Regions from separate parts of the Oryctolagus cuniculus genome. Here region 1 is linked to region 2. Evidence: chromatin contacts called from public Micro-C data. All regions are on one chromosome and are shown on one strand. Each heading gives the region's core, a stretch centred on a gene start, on an enhancer-like site or on the middle of the called end of the contact. The rest is flanking DNA. Distances are from core to core; before and after follow the strand shown.

Region 1 (7,567 bases), core at 3,801-6,300, 230 kb after region 2:
GGGAATGAATTAGTGGCTGGAAGATTCCCTCTCCCTCTCCCTCCCTCCCTCTCTCTGTTTCCCCACTGTCTCTCTATAACTCTGACTTTCAAATAAATATTTAAAAATTTTTAAAAAAATAAGATTTTAGAAAAAAGAAATACAGATTCTCTACTTCTTTTCTTACCGTTAACTGAAATAATCCAACTCTGGAAAATCAAAGTTAAATGTTATTCAGCTGGATAGGAAGTGGAGCAGCCGGGTCTCGAACCGGCGCCTATATGGGATTTAGAAGCAGTCTGAACTGGCTGCTTCCCAAGCTTCTGTTTGGTTGCAGGTTTTCTGCTTCTCTTACAGGGTGGATATGTACTTTGAGTCAAGATTTCAGCAAGACAGCTTTATGTGTAATTGTTAATCACATAAAAAATCCCGAGGAATACCTGGTGATAGCCACAGTCTTGGTTATTCACATTCTCATGCTCAGTGTTGTTTGTTTGCATCGAGAGGTAAATAATGGAGTTGTGAATTACTTTTCCTGAAAAGCTTACTCCTTCCTAAGGTAGAGTTCCTGGGTCCCAGAGCGTGATGAGAAGTCATGTTCGCTGGGGAAGTGACTGTAGGGCGTCTTCACAGCACACAACAGTTTCCTGGCTGACTTAGGCCTCGACAGTCACCAGTCCACCCTCAGGTCTGCATCTCTCCGAGTTAAACAAATGAGGAATCTTCACAAGGCGTCATTCATGAAAAAATGAAGTAGGATACACTTTTTTTAAAAAAAGATTTATTTATTTATTTATTTGAAAGTCAGAGTTACAGAGACAGAAAGAGAGAGAGAGAGAGAGATCTTCCATCTGCTAGTTCACTCCACAGTGGCCACAACAGGTAGGGCTAAATCAAGCCAAAGCCAGGACCCAGAAGCTTCATCTGGGTCTCCCACGTGGGTGCAGGGGCCCAAGCACTTGAGCCATCTTCTGCTTTCCCAGGCCACAGCAGAGAGCTGGATCATAAGTGGAGCAGCTGGGACACAAACCAGCACCCATATGGGATGCTACAACATCAGCCTGGGAGACACTTTCATATGTAAAATTTCCTTACAGAGTTATGTCTATTTAAATCTTTTTATATGAACTAAGATTTTAATGCTCTCTGATGGTGACTAGGTATTAATTCCCCATATATATCATCTGTGCCTGAAGTGCCTTAAAAATACTCTGAGGTTGGGGCCGGTGCTCTTTTATTTATTTTATTTGAAAGTCAGTTACACAGAGAGAGAAGGAGAGGCAGAGAGAGAGAGAGGTCTTCCATCCACTGGTTCACTCCCCAGATGGCTGCGACGGCTGGAGCTGCGCCGATCCAGAGCCAGGAGCTTCTTCCTGGTCTCCCATGTGGGTGCAGGAGCCTAAGGACTTGGGCCATCTTCCACTGCTTTCCCAGGTCATAGCAGAGAGCTGGATCGGAAGTGGAACAGCTGGGTCTCGAACCGGCACCCATATGGGGTGCTGGCACTGCAGGTGGCAGCTTTACCTGCTACTGGCCACAAAGAAATAAAGTCTTTAAAAAAATAAAAATACTCTTAGGGAGGGTGCATATGGGACAAAGTTCCACAGAACTCTACTTATGCACCTAACCTGTTGTTTCTGCTTATATTTCCTGAGAATTCATATCAATGACTCTCAGTAACAATTACAGATTTCCCTTTATTTCTAACTTTTGACATGGATAAACTAAACATGAAAGAGTATCTATTCTGGTGTGGCTAGGCCTAAACAACCTCCTAGGACCAGACGGTTCATGTTCCCCTTCTTCCTTCTAAAGAGTCACCCTGACCTTCCAGAGGGCATCCTTTTCTCCTCACTCTATATCCTGGAAGTCAAGGTCTCCTCCTGAACCATACCTCTTAGCCTGACAAACTCACACATCCTCTCCCATCCCATGAAGCCGTGCCCAGTTCAGAATTCTATTTCCTGACACCACTGCCCCCTTCTGGTTTATGCTGGCTAAACACAGATTATTACTATGAAAGTGAGAACACTCCCTTTAGCATACAAAGTTCACCATCTTTTTCCTCCAACCTTCCTTTATTTTGATACTTTTCAATCTCTAGAAAAAAACATGTGCTGTGCTGAGCTATTTGAATGACATAATATTTTAAAGACTTTCATTATTTGAAAGGCAAAGAGACAAAGAGAGTGAGATGTCCCATCTGCTCTTCACTTCCCAAACACCACCACAGTCAGGGATGGGCCAGGTCAAAGCCAGGACCTGCGAACTCATCTGGGTCTCCCACCTGGGTGGCAGGGACCTAAATACTTGAGCTATCACCACTGCTTCCCAGGGTGCATATACGCAGAAGACTGGAATGGGAGCAGAGCTAAAACTTAAACCTGGGCACTCCAATGTGGGATGCTGGCTTTGAAAGTGATGGCTTAACCACGGCACCAAACACCTGTCACTAACACAATATTTTAACATTTTTTTAAAGATTTTATTTATTTATTTGACAGGTAGAATTACAGAGAGAGAGAGAGAGAGAGAGAGAGAGAGAGAGAGAGAGAGAGACATAGAGAGAAAGGTCTTCTTTCCGTTGGTTCACCCCCCAAACTGCCGCTACGGCAGGTACTGCGCTGATCTGAAGCCAGGAGCTTCCTCCTGGTCTCCCATGCGGGTGCAGGGCCCAAGCACTTGGGCCATCCTCCACTGCCTTCCTGGGCCACAGCAGAGAGCTGGCCTGGAAGAGGGGCAACCGGGACAGAATCCGGTGCCCCAACCAGGACTAGAACCTGGGGTTGGCTGGCGCCGCGGCTCACTAGGCTAATCCTCCGCCTTGCGGCACTGGCACATCGGGTTCTAGTCCCCGTCGGGGTGCCGGATTCTGTCCCGGTTTCCCCTCTTCCAGGCCAGCTCTCTGCTATGGCCAGGGAGTGCAGTGGAGGATGGCCAAGTGCTTGGGTCCTGCACCCACATGGGAGACCAGGAGAAGCACCTGGCTCCTGGCTTCGGATCAGCACGGTATGCTGGCCACAGCGTGCTGGCCGGGTGGCCATTGGAGGGTGAACCAACGGCAAAGGAGGACCTTTCTCTCTGTCTCTCTCTCTCACTGTCCACTCTGCCTGTCAAAAAAAAAAAAAAAAAAAAAAAAAGGAACCTGGGGTGCCGGCGCCACAGGCGGAGGATTAGCCTAGTGAGCTGCAGCGCCGGCCTCCTGTCTGCCTTTCTTAGGCACTTCATTCTCACCCCAGGCAAGCATGGAAACCAGAATTCCTCTCCCAAGGCATTAAAGAACTACTTTCCCCCAAATCCAGCCATAGACCTCAGAATACATAATGCAAAACTCCCTTTCTGTGTAAGAGCTGGACATAAGGAATTGTCTGACCTAGCTGGTCATAACATCCCCACTCCAGAAAGGATTCTGTCCCCCACGGGGAAGGAAGGAATGTTGCAGAGAGGCCAAGAATCAGAGCAGACAGGCCCAGCTGCCTCCTCAGTCTGTTTCCAGTAGATCATACTCTTCTGTCCAATAGTTCTACAGGCTGTTCATTCTAGAACCCTTTGCTCTGTGTGCTTGATTCCTCATTTCTGGAGGCTTCTGTGTCCTGTAAAACTTATATTGAAATGTTAAGCTTGGGGGATTGGCGCTGTGTTGCACCAAGTTAAACCTCCGCTTGCAGTGCCGGCATCCCATATGGGTGCCAGTTCGAGTCCTGGCTGCTCCACTTGGGATCCTGTTCTCTGCTATGGCCCCGGGAGAGTAGCAGAGGGGAGCCCAAGTATTTGGGCCCCTGCATCCACATGGGAGACCCAAAAGAAGCTCCTGGCTCCTGGCTTTGGCCTGGCCCAGCCCCAGTAGTTTGACCCATTTGGGAAGTGAACCAGTAGATGGAAGATTCTCTCCCTGCCTTCTCTCTTTTCTCTGTATCTCTGCCTTTCAAATAAATAAATCTTTAAAAAAATTTTTGTCATCCTTTCCTTTAGCTAACCTGTCTTTTGCTAGAGGACTTTCAGCTGTGATCATGGGAAGAGATAGTATCGCTACAGGGACAGTTTGAAAAACATTGGCCTAGAGTAGTTAGTAAACATACAATTATAATACTATGCTATGATGGTAGTAAACATAGTATTATGAGTTTTCTTAGGTGTGTAATGATTGTCTTGATGAAGGAACTATCCTTACTTTTAGGCAACGGAGTATAGCGTTTCATATTGTCCTCAACGTTTACATGGTTCAGTTACACACACACACAGCAGTTTTGGTATGATATTAACAACTGATAAATTCACATAAGGGGCACATCCACGGATTTCAGGGTACTAGTATTTCAGCATTGCTATAGCCTTGACAATTTTCCAAATATGGAGGGGAAATGCGTATCTAGAAACTTGAGAAAAAATTCACAGAATCTCGGGACTGAGACACCTTCGGACCACGTGGAGTCCGACACCGTCCTTGCCTTTGCTGACATTTGCGTGGTTTCACCACGTAATGTTTTACGTGTTTTCATGTTTCCCCAGCCTTGCAAACAGGACCCCAGTACACGCCATATGCAAATAAGCATTCATCCGGTTGTGGGGGGAGGGGTGGCACTGACAGAAAATTTCACTTTCCTTTTCTGACTACATTTTAATTATAATGTATTATCAGATAATTCCCCAGCCTTCTCTGTTAATTCCTTTAACAAAGGAGCAAAAAAATCCAAAAATTTGTTTCCCACGGTGCCTATTCCGCACACCGATCGTGGTGTGACCCTGTGTAGGACGCTGGTGAAGTTAAACCACTCAGACGCCAGGTAAATCAGGTTTGTTCCGTCCCTCTCCGGGTGGGGTGGGATTTTACCACGGGGTCTCCCTCAGCACAGAGCAAACACCTTACCGCAAAGGGTTCAACTGGCGGACCAGCCACGCAAGCACGCCCGAGCGCGGCCGAGAGCTGACAGAGACGCGGCGGCGCGAAGCGGGAGCCCGCGCTCTCCGGGCGCCGCTCAGAGCCCGGGGCTTGGGCGAGGCCCGCCCCTCCTTCCGCCCCGGCCAATCGGGAGCGAGGGGAGGCGGGGCCCGGGCCTGAGGGGCGGGGCGGGCGGAGAAGGGGGCGTGTCCGCGGGGAGGGCCCGCCGGTCCCTGAAGGTGGAGACTCGTCCTGGGCCGGCGGCGGCCGGGCGCAGGTGGGCAGGCCGGGCTGGCCCGGGCTCCGGTCTCGGGCGTCGGGAGATGGCAGCGGGGGCCCGGACGGAGGACGTGAGTGCGCGGAAGGGGAGGTGGTGGGCGCTGCCTCCGGAATCCCGTTCTTCCTGTGCTGGGGCGCGAGGGGCGGAGACTGGGGGTGCGGCGCGGCCCAGGGCGCGGGGCTGGTTGCGGGCGGCCCTGGAGGCCGAGTGCTGCAGGCTGCCGGCTTCTCCCGCGGGAGGCCGGGTGGGCTTCGGGGGGCGGCCGCCCCAGGCTGGCGCGCAGCCCACGTGCGGCGCGCGTCCGTGGCCCCGGAACTGCGCGCTTCACGTGACGCGCGTCTGGCCCGGGCGCCCTGCGTCCCCGCGCGTGTCTGGGCGCCGCGCTGTCCCCCTGGGCACGCAGAGGGGCCCGGGTCCCCGCCGGCAGGGCCCCTGAACAGGCTGCGGCAGGTCGCGGCGTCCCGTGGGCAGCCCTGGACCTGTCGCTGTCATAGCCCGGAAACCCCCATTGGAGGAAAACAGTGTCACGTGCTGTTTTTCTATGTAAGCATGGTAGCATGAGAAGGGTCTCAAATCTTCGATCCAAGGCAGAGGACGTAAAATCCCTGTGCGTATAGTGCAAAATTGCAGAAGTCTTACTTGCCTGAGTTTATACGAAGACTGTTTATAATTATTAACTGGGTTGCCCATTACACATAATGAAATGCTTGCTCTCTTCGGAACGCAAAGATGGCAGGTACATTAAAGCGCTTGCTTGGGTTAATAAACAAATAGGAATATTGCTATGATCCTTTCACTGAATGGAGCACATTGGGAAAGGCGAAAGACATGGGAACCCTGGTTCCAGTGCTGCAAGACCTTAGGTTGTAGTACAAATAGTGACCATAGTTAAATCATCTTGACAAAATAGAGACCAATTCCTAATGATATGACTAAAAATTTTAGTTCTTTTCTAGCTGAGAAAACAGAAAGCTAATGGTAAAACCTGAAAGTAGATTGGAGACTTGTAGTTAAAGCAGAATCCCTGGTGAATTTTTAAAAAATGTTATTTTTCACTTTTATTTGAAAGGCAGAGATTCAGAGAGAGAGAGGCAGAGAAAGATCTTTCAACTGCTGGTTCACTTTTCAAATGCTTATAGCAACCAAGGATGGGCCAGGCCAAAGCCAGGACCCCAGAGCTGGGTCTCTCACAGCTGGGTCCCCCACACGTGTGGGAGGACCGCAAGTACTGAGCCATCACCTGCTCTCCTAGGATGTGCATTTGCAGGAAACTGAATCAGAAGCTTAGGAGCCAGGACTGGAACCAGGCACTCCTGTGTGGGATGCAGGTGCCCAAGCAGCTGCTTAACCGTAGTGCTAAATGGCCACCACTTTTTGTAAACGTCTAGGGATGTGATTTTTTTTTTTTAAGATTTATTTATTTATTTGAAAGGCACAGCAAGAGAGAGAGAGAGAGAGAGAGAGAGAGAGAGAGAGAGGGGGAATCTTCCATATCCTGGTTAACTCTCCAAATGGCCACAAGAGCCAAGTCTAGGCCAGGATGAAGCCAGAACTTTATCCTGCTCTCCCACAGGGGTGGTTTCCAGGCCCACTAGCAGGAAACTGAATCAGAAGCAGAGAAAACAGGCACTCTAAAAATATGGGATGTGGGTATCCTAAGCAGTGACTTTAAGTGTGGTGCCCAGTGCCTGCCCCTGTTTATGAATTCTTCAGGATGAGATTAATGAACTGACAATTTATGGAAAAATTGGATATCTAAGAGGAAAATGAGTCTTAGAAAAACACATTAAATGCATCTTGGTTGGGTGCTGGCTGCTCCAGAGATCTTGGGTCTGTGACTTTCGGTTTCAGGATGAGTACAGACCTACCAATCTCCATTTCACCTAGCAATTGTTTCACCAACAGTTATGTAACTATATCTCTTTAGCTCTAAGTCACTCTTTTTGGTAATTATTTATTTTCAATTGAGAAAATGGAAAGACTGTAGGTTAGTTAGGGTTTATTGTTTGCAAACAGTGAAACCACCTATGGCTAATTTAAGACAGGGATTTATTTGGAAAGATATAGGGTGAATGACCAGCAGGGTCTCTGAAATGAACCATAGTCAGCTCAAGGGGTCTAAGTTACAGGAGTTCTTTTAGGGCCTGCCGCAGAATAAATGTGCAACAACCGTAGACTTTGCTGCCCAGAAAGAGTTGGATTGACCCAGCTGCTGTTTGCTCCATGACCACCCCCGGGCCTGCAGAGGGTGAAGAGTCCTGAAGATGTTCCCACTAAGACTTAAGGCAAAGGTACACAGTGGACAGGAACAAGAGATGTCCTTTACAGGTGGTAATGGAATTGTTAATACTGGCCATGAAGAAATATTTGATTTCAGGAATCCTTGTCCCCTCCTCTTTCCCTTGCACATAGTGGGTTCACAGAATGAT
Region 2 (6,724 bases), core at 3,498-5,997:
CCTGAACCGCCGGCATCCCATATGGGCACCGGTTCGAGATCCAACTGCTCCACTTCCTATCCAGCTCTCTGCTCTGGCCTGGGAAAGCAGTGGAAGATGGCCCAAGTCCTTGGGCCCCTGCACCCACATGGGAGATCTGGAAGAAGCTCCTGGCTCTGGACCAGCACAGCTATGGCCATTGCAGCCATCTGGGGAGTGAACCATCAGATCGAAGACACTCTCTTTCTCTCTCTCCTCTCTGTGTAACTCTGACTTGCAAATAAATAAAAAAAAAACTTTATAAAAAATATCTTTGGCTAGAAAATAAAGATAGCTATAAACAAAACCAAAGATTGAAGGACAAACAGGGAAAAATATATCCAACACACAATAAAAGGTTATAAAATATGCTTTAGATAAAAATCAAAAAGCTCAATAGAAAAATGTTAAAGGCCATTCAGAGGTGGTTCACAGAAAAATAAAGGGACATCATCACTAAACAAAAATGCAGCTTGAATTCACTTAAATGAGGAGATGCGCCGTAAAACAGAGGCAATTGTTTAAAAGTTTACTAGTTCCCAGGGTCCAGTGTCCAGTACTGGTAAGGGTGTGGGGAAACAGGCAACATCACACACTGTTGACCGCAGGGCAAATAATCACTTGGGGAAAAACTGGCAGTCATCTATCACAATACAAAGTGAATACTTGACTCAGCGATTTCCTCACTTAGTGTTCAAAGACAGTAAGAAAAGGCAGAGGAAGCATTGTTTCTAATAGCAAACACAAAACAAATAAGTCTATCAACAAAACATGAGTTTCAGCAGTTTTGTTAACTCCTTCCACAGACAATCACATAGCCATTAAGAAGGGCATGATGTGGACATTACATAAAAAGGATGCCTGATGGGGGCTAGCGCTATGGCGCTGCGATGTAGCAGGTAAAGCCACCACCTGCAGGGCCAGCTTCCCACATGGGCACTGCTTCAGAGCCCAGCTGCTCCACTTTCTATCTACCTCTCTGCTGTGGCCTGGGAGGACACTGGAAGATGGGCCAAGTCCTTGGGACCCTGCACGTGAGTGGGAGATGCACATAAAAACAGAAAATGCAATGAAGGCTGCAGAGAACACTCCACAGCCGTGACCGCTAAGAACAGTGATCACACTCTGAAGATGGGTATTTTAAAGCCCCTTAAGAATTCTTGATGGTGCACAAACTGCTGCCCCCAGCCCCGGCCTCTCAAACTGACCTCTCACCCATGCCACAGATGGGGTACCAGGGAGCCCAGGCAACTCACATTCTCATCTCAACTTCACGTTCTCATCTTTCTGTCTTCCCCTCCTCAAAGGACTGACACCACAGTGACTAGTGCTACGTCTTTCACTTCCTCAACCTCAAAATGTCTCTGTTCACTATCCTTCCAAGACGGCCCAGTTTTCCATGTCCTCACCTCATCAGGAAACTTGTCTCCCTCACCTAACTTTCTCCTCTGAGTGAGTCTGTTCTCTCAAGTCTACAAACATCCCAGTACTTCTTGAACATGTGTCTCACCCACACTCACTGGACTGCTTGCATTCGGTGCCCCGCCCACGCCCAGACAACTCCAGCGACCCATGAGACTGCAGAATACGACAATCTCCCTGATCTCCACTTCTCTGAAAGTCATCACAAATCCGACATGTCAAAGCAACACCACTTACGGACCCTGTGACCCGATCAGAGCTGCAATTTCATCAAAACTGCAAAAACAGTCACTAAGAGTTCTTCGAGTGAGTGCAAGAAATAATGCATGCGAAGGGCTTGGCATGGGCCTTACAGTAGATTGGCTATAAACAGCCAACAACCATGCAGCAGTTTTTAAATCTTTTTTTTTTTTTTTAATTTATTTGACAGGTAGAGTTGTAGACAGTGAGAGAGAGAGAGAGGGAGAGAGGTATTCCTTTTGTTGGTTCACCCTGCAAATGGCCGCTACGGCCGATCTGAAGCCAGGAGCCAGGTACTTCTGCTGGTCTCCCATGGGGTGCAGGGCCCAAGCACCTGGGCCATCCTCCACTGCACTCCCGGGCCACAGTAGAGAGCTGGCCTGGAAGAGGGGCAACTGGGACTAGAACTCAGCACCCATATGGGATGCTGGTGCCACAGGCGGAGGATTAACCAAGTGAGCCACGGCGCCGGCCCTACCCATGACTTCTGACAAGAGAACTGCCCATGAGGGGTTAATATTGTGGCATAGTGGGTTAAACACCAGCATGTCACATTCGAGCTCTGGTTCAAGTCCCAGCCACTCCACTTCCAACTCGACTTTGTGCTAATGTGCCTAGGTAGGCAGCAGAAAAAGACCCAAATGCTTGGGTCCTTGTCACCAATGTGGGAGACCAGGATGGAGTCCCTGACTCCTAGCTTTGGCCTGGTCCAGTCCTGGCTGTTGCAGCCTTTTGGGGAATGAAAGCAGAGGATGAAAGATCTCTGCCTGCCTCTCCTTCTCTTTGTCACTTGGCCTTTCAAATAAATAAATCTTCTTTTTAAGCTCTTTAAAAAAAAAAAAATTCCACATGAGCAGTTTCTTACGTTTTCACTGCCCACTTACTCTCTAGTCTGCTCTCTACTCCCATCACCACACTGAATTTACTCTTACTGAAATCACTGAGGATCTCTTACCTGACAAAGCCAACATTCTTTGGCGCTATTTTATAGTTTTTAAAGATTTTATTTATTTGAGAGGCAGTGTTAGAGAGAGAGAGAGAGAGAGAGAGAGAGAGAGAAAGTCTTCCCTCCATTGGTTCACTCCCCATCCCCAGATGGCCACAACGGCCAGAGCTGTGCCAATCCGAAGCCAGGAGCCAGGAGCTTCCTCTGGGTCTCCCATGCAGGTGCAGGGGCCCAAGGACTTGGGCCATCTTCCCCTGCTTTCCCAGGCCACAGCAGAGAGCTGGATCAGAAAAGGAACAGCAGGGACTCAAACCAGCATCCATATGGGATGTTTTATTTGAACAATCTGGGATAGTTGATGCCTCGCTCCTTGAAATACTCCTGTTTCTTGGTTCCTGGGAGCCACAGGCATTCACTCACAATCTGTGCTTGTTGTGTACGGTCACCGTGCTAGCTGCTGTCTTCAGTCCTGACTTTCTAACACACAAACTCCTGTGAGGAACACAAGAAGTAACCAAGCAGAATCACATGGTAAGAACAATGGGGGGGGGGGGGACTGGCACAGCACAGAACCTTAGAGTTTCTAAATACTAACTTAACTGAAACCTAGGACGTGAGGAGGGGGTGACCAGATTAAAACAGGTGGTGTGGGGGGAGAAGGAGAGGCAGAGATGTGACAGCGGATCCAAAATCAAAGACTGGATTGGGCGAGGAGAAAGAACACAGCACTTTCTGATTTGTAGGTCCCTGGGGTAGCTTTTGAGAAAAGACCTGAGAGTGGGGGCTGGGAACTTCCCCCGGTGCCGCCATCTTCAGTCCCTTCTAACTATTCCAGACGAACTTGAGTGATGGGAACTATCAGTCCCTTCTAACATTCCAGACTAACTTGAGTGATTGATGGGAACTATCTGCTGTGGAAACCGGACAAGACCCCCTAAAAGCTACACTGTTACTGACAATGCGCTCCCAACCACCACCTCCACCTCAAACCCTCTCCCCTGAACTCCGGCTTCAGGCAGAAGTCCGACCGCCGGTTCCTGCAACTCCCGCCCACTCTCCACCTCCTGTAACACGGTGAGCTGCACCTCCACCTCCTCAGCCATGGCGACACGAGGCACGAGTCCCTCCCGTCTCTGCTTCCATTACACTCTTCACTGTCAGGCCATCCAGGAGGCAAGCTCGTGCAATGAGCCTCTAGGAGTTTCACCCATATCCGGGGACACAGTTGTTGTCAAATGAACAAGGTTAAAAAAAAAAAAAAAACTAACAAGTCAAGGAAACAAAGTCTGGGAAGAGTCACTTTTCTTTCTGTGTCGCATCCCGGGGCAGCCCGACCGACTGGAACCCCGGAGCAGGCGTAGCAGCCAGCAGGACCCCGCGGAACTGCGGATTCGCCGAGCTCCGGCCACCGGCGCCCGGGCAGCGCCACTTCCTCGTTGCTGCCTCCACCTTGCCCGCCCCCAACCTCAGCACCCCATACCTGAACCCCAACCCCCGCTCCGTCCCCGTGTCCCGCCTCCCCGGCGGCCTGCGCGGGGTCCCCGCCGCCCCACGGAAAAGCGCTGCGTGGCTGCGGAGGGTCCCGCTACCCGGCTCCTGGTCAGCCCTCGGGGGCCTCCTCTCGGACGCCCGACCCCACGCCCCCCGCGCACCCCGCGTCTCGTCCAAGTTTCCTCAGGGCCTCCTAACGCGCCCCGTCCCCGCACCCCGCGAATGGCACTTCAGCCCCCTGCGCGCGCGCGCGCACCCACGACCTGCTCCCACGGCGCACGGCTCGGCGCCCGCCCGCCCCGCCGTCCCAGCGCACGAGCCGCTCTCCCGCTCCCCTCACCTGCACAGCCGCGAGGTGACTGCGCGCCACCGCCACCCAGATTTAGCCAGGTGCTGCGGCCTCGGAAACTACCTCTCCCGCACCGGGGGGTGGAGCCTAGAGGGCGAGACCGGCGCCCGCTGCCATCATTGGCCTTTGAGGGTTCCCGCCCCGCCTTCCCCAGACGCTGATTGGCCCGCGTCGTTGCCGGCAGCGTGTGACTCACGGTAACGAATCCCAGGCGCCCCCCAGCCATTGGCTCCGCGGATGGAGTGAGGATAGTGAGACCGGGCCGCCCGGCCAGTGGCGAGCGCCGCGGCGCGCCCGGGGGCGGGGAAGCGTGAGGCCGCGCGACGGCGTGAGGGGGCGGGCACAGAGAGCCGGGAGTCGCCTTGGCAACCGCGGCCCACGCGGGGTCGTCGGGGGCGCTGTGCGGGGCGGGCTTCCCCGCCGCCGCTGCCCCAGGGCTGTTTACCTCAGGCGTGAACTGTGTGGAAGCCACAGTGCCAGAACCTGGGGGTTGGGGGAGGAAGCAGTGTGCCTGGTTTAAAATTCTGTGTTTCCGGTGTGTGCGGTCTGACCTTGGACTTGGGTCTTTGTGCCGCCCACCCGGGCCATCCCCCGGCCTCGCCCGAATCCCTGGGTGGGGAAGAGTTGCACAGTCCAGCGAGCTCGTGGCCGCTTTGCCCATCTTGCAGCCGACGTGCAGGCCTTGACCCCACCTGGCATCGCGCCGTGGGAGGCTGCACGCCCGGGGCCCGGGGCGGGCTGTGCCACCTTCTCCCCCAGCTCCACGCGCTCTCCTGCCTGCTCTCAGCAGCTAAGTGTGCACACACTGAAAAGTCCCCTGCCGCGGGGGTGGCCGGTTCAGCCAGGGACGCGCCCTACTCGTCTTTTCCCCAACGTCGTGCCTATTAGTGGTGCTTTAACCAACCAACGCGAAGGCGCTGTCTATGGATGTCTGCAAACAGCATGCTGTCGCGTCTGGCTTCCCTGGCTTTGCTCTACGCGGGGGGAATCATCCGTTCAGAGAGGAGTTCTTCCCCCAGGAAGTCCCCTCTCACCCTTGTCTCTTAGGTCAATGATCTCCATCAGTCACACTGGGTGTGACTGTCCCCTGTGTCTGGCACACCCACTCTCTGTGAAGTAGGGCAGAGAGGGCACAGGACAGGAGAAGAAAGGGGACGGGATGCCTGTGTGGGAAGGCGAGTTCTGAGTACTGACTGCCAGAACCACCTGTCCCCCTGGCCCACACCCTGCGCAGCGGGCAGCCTGGGTACCCCTGAGTGGTGGTCCCAATTCGGGCTTCCTAGCTTGGCCCCTGCTGCTCCACAGCTCCCCCAATTCTGTATCTGATTGCTCACCCTGTCCTTGCCTAAACCTGCCGCCCTTCCCAAGCTTGTCAAGCAGCACGAAGACTGCGCTGTGAGGTCAGGCTAACCCGGTTTGTCATTTACTAGCAGTGTACTCTTGGATAAGTTTCTTTTCTCTTCTCTAGGACTTCTGTAAACTGCGCATTTTAGTAACATCTACACCTCAGAGTTTGTTGTATTGACTAAGATAAGTAAGGCCGTTTACACAGCATCGAGAATACAAGAAGTGTCCAGTAAATGAAGGAGAATTCTACCATGGCAGAGATAATTTTCCAAATCGGAGCAGCTGTATGTGTGTAGACGGTCACAGTATTATTTTAAACTTTGAAGATTTAGAGACGGAAGGAAACACAGATATTGCAGTACAACCTGTTGTGGGGCATGGGGAGCCCCAGCTGGATTTACTTCAAGTTCTTGTCTCACTGTGAGATGAAATCAAAGCAAGGTAGATACGCTGCAAGAATGGGAACAGGACTTTTTTTTCTGAAAGATATTAAAGACATAGTACACACGCAGGACAGGCGTGTGGGCAACCTCATGAGAATGGCCACCACCCCAGCTGGGTCACTCCCCTTACTGGGTAGGTGGTGGTGCCCTAACTGAATGTCCCAACGGGATGGAGTCTGGGTGGAGTCCTTGTGGCAGCCGTGTGCTTATCATGGAGTTTTCCGCATGATGGAAGAGGCTCGGGTCCATCATAGGAAAATGGCTGTGCTGAACTTGCAAGGATGGAAATGGGGTCTTTAGCAGTGCAGGGTTTCAGCAGGGAGGCACCTCGCAGCCTCTTCACAGCCTTTGTCAAACTCATTTATTTCCCTGTAATGAAAATACCGACAGGCTGAGAGTAACAACAGCTACAATTACTGAGAGCCCCTGTATTTCAAGCACATTAACATGCGTCATTTCTTTCAAACC

The links. Hi-C and Micro-C count contacts between places; a contact is called where the count stands out from the background.
Region 1: a Micro-C map of ear pinna shows a contact between it and region 2, with 4 times the contacts expected there. The contact joins the promoter of TMEM192 here to the promoter of MSMO1 in region 2. A contact is called at or near these places in 3 of 6 Hi-C or Micro-C datasets (ear pinna, skin fibroblasts and an unstated tissue).

Annotation. Positions count from the first base shown.
Region 1 is chr8:131,728,056-131,735,622 of mOryCun1.1, forward strand. TMEM192 (transmembrane protein 192) reads left to right here and starts at 5,051. Exons shown (of 5, transcript XM_017350134.3): 1 at 5,051-5,208. The coding sequence starts at 5,182. It overlaps LOC127487136 (a long non-coding RNA gene), which reads right to left and starts at 5,009. Exons shown (of 2, transcript XR_007913672.2): 1 at 4,847-5,009; 2 at 1,207-1,530.
Region 2 is chr8:131,502,239-131,508,962 of mOryCun1.1, forward strand. It overlaps MSMO1 (methylsterol monooxygenase 1), which reads right to left and starts at 4,748. Exons shown (of 6, transcript XM_070047274.1): 1 at 4,663-4,748.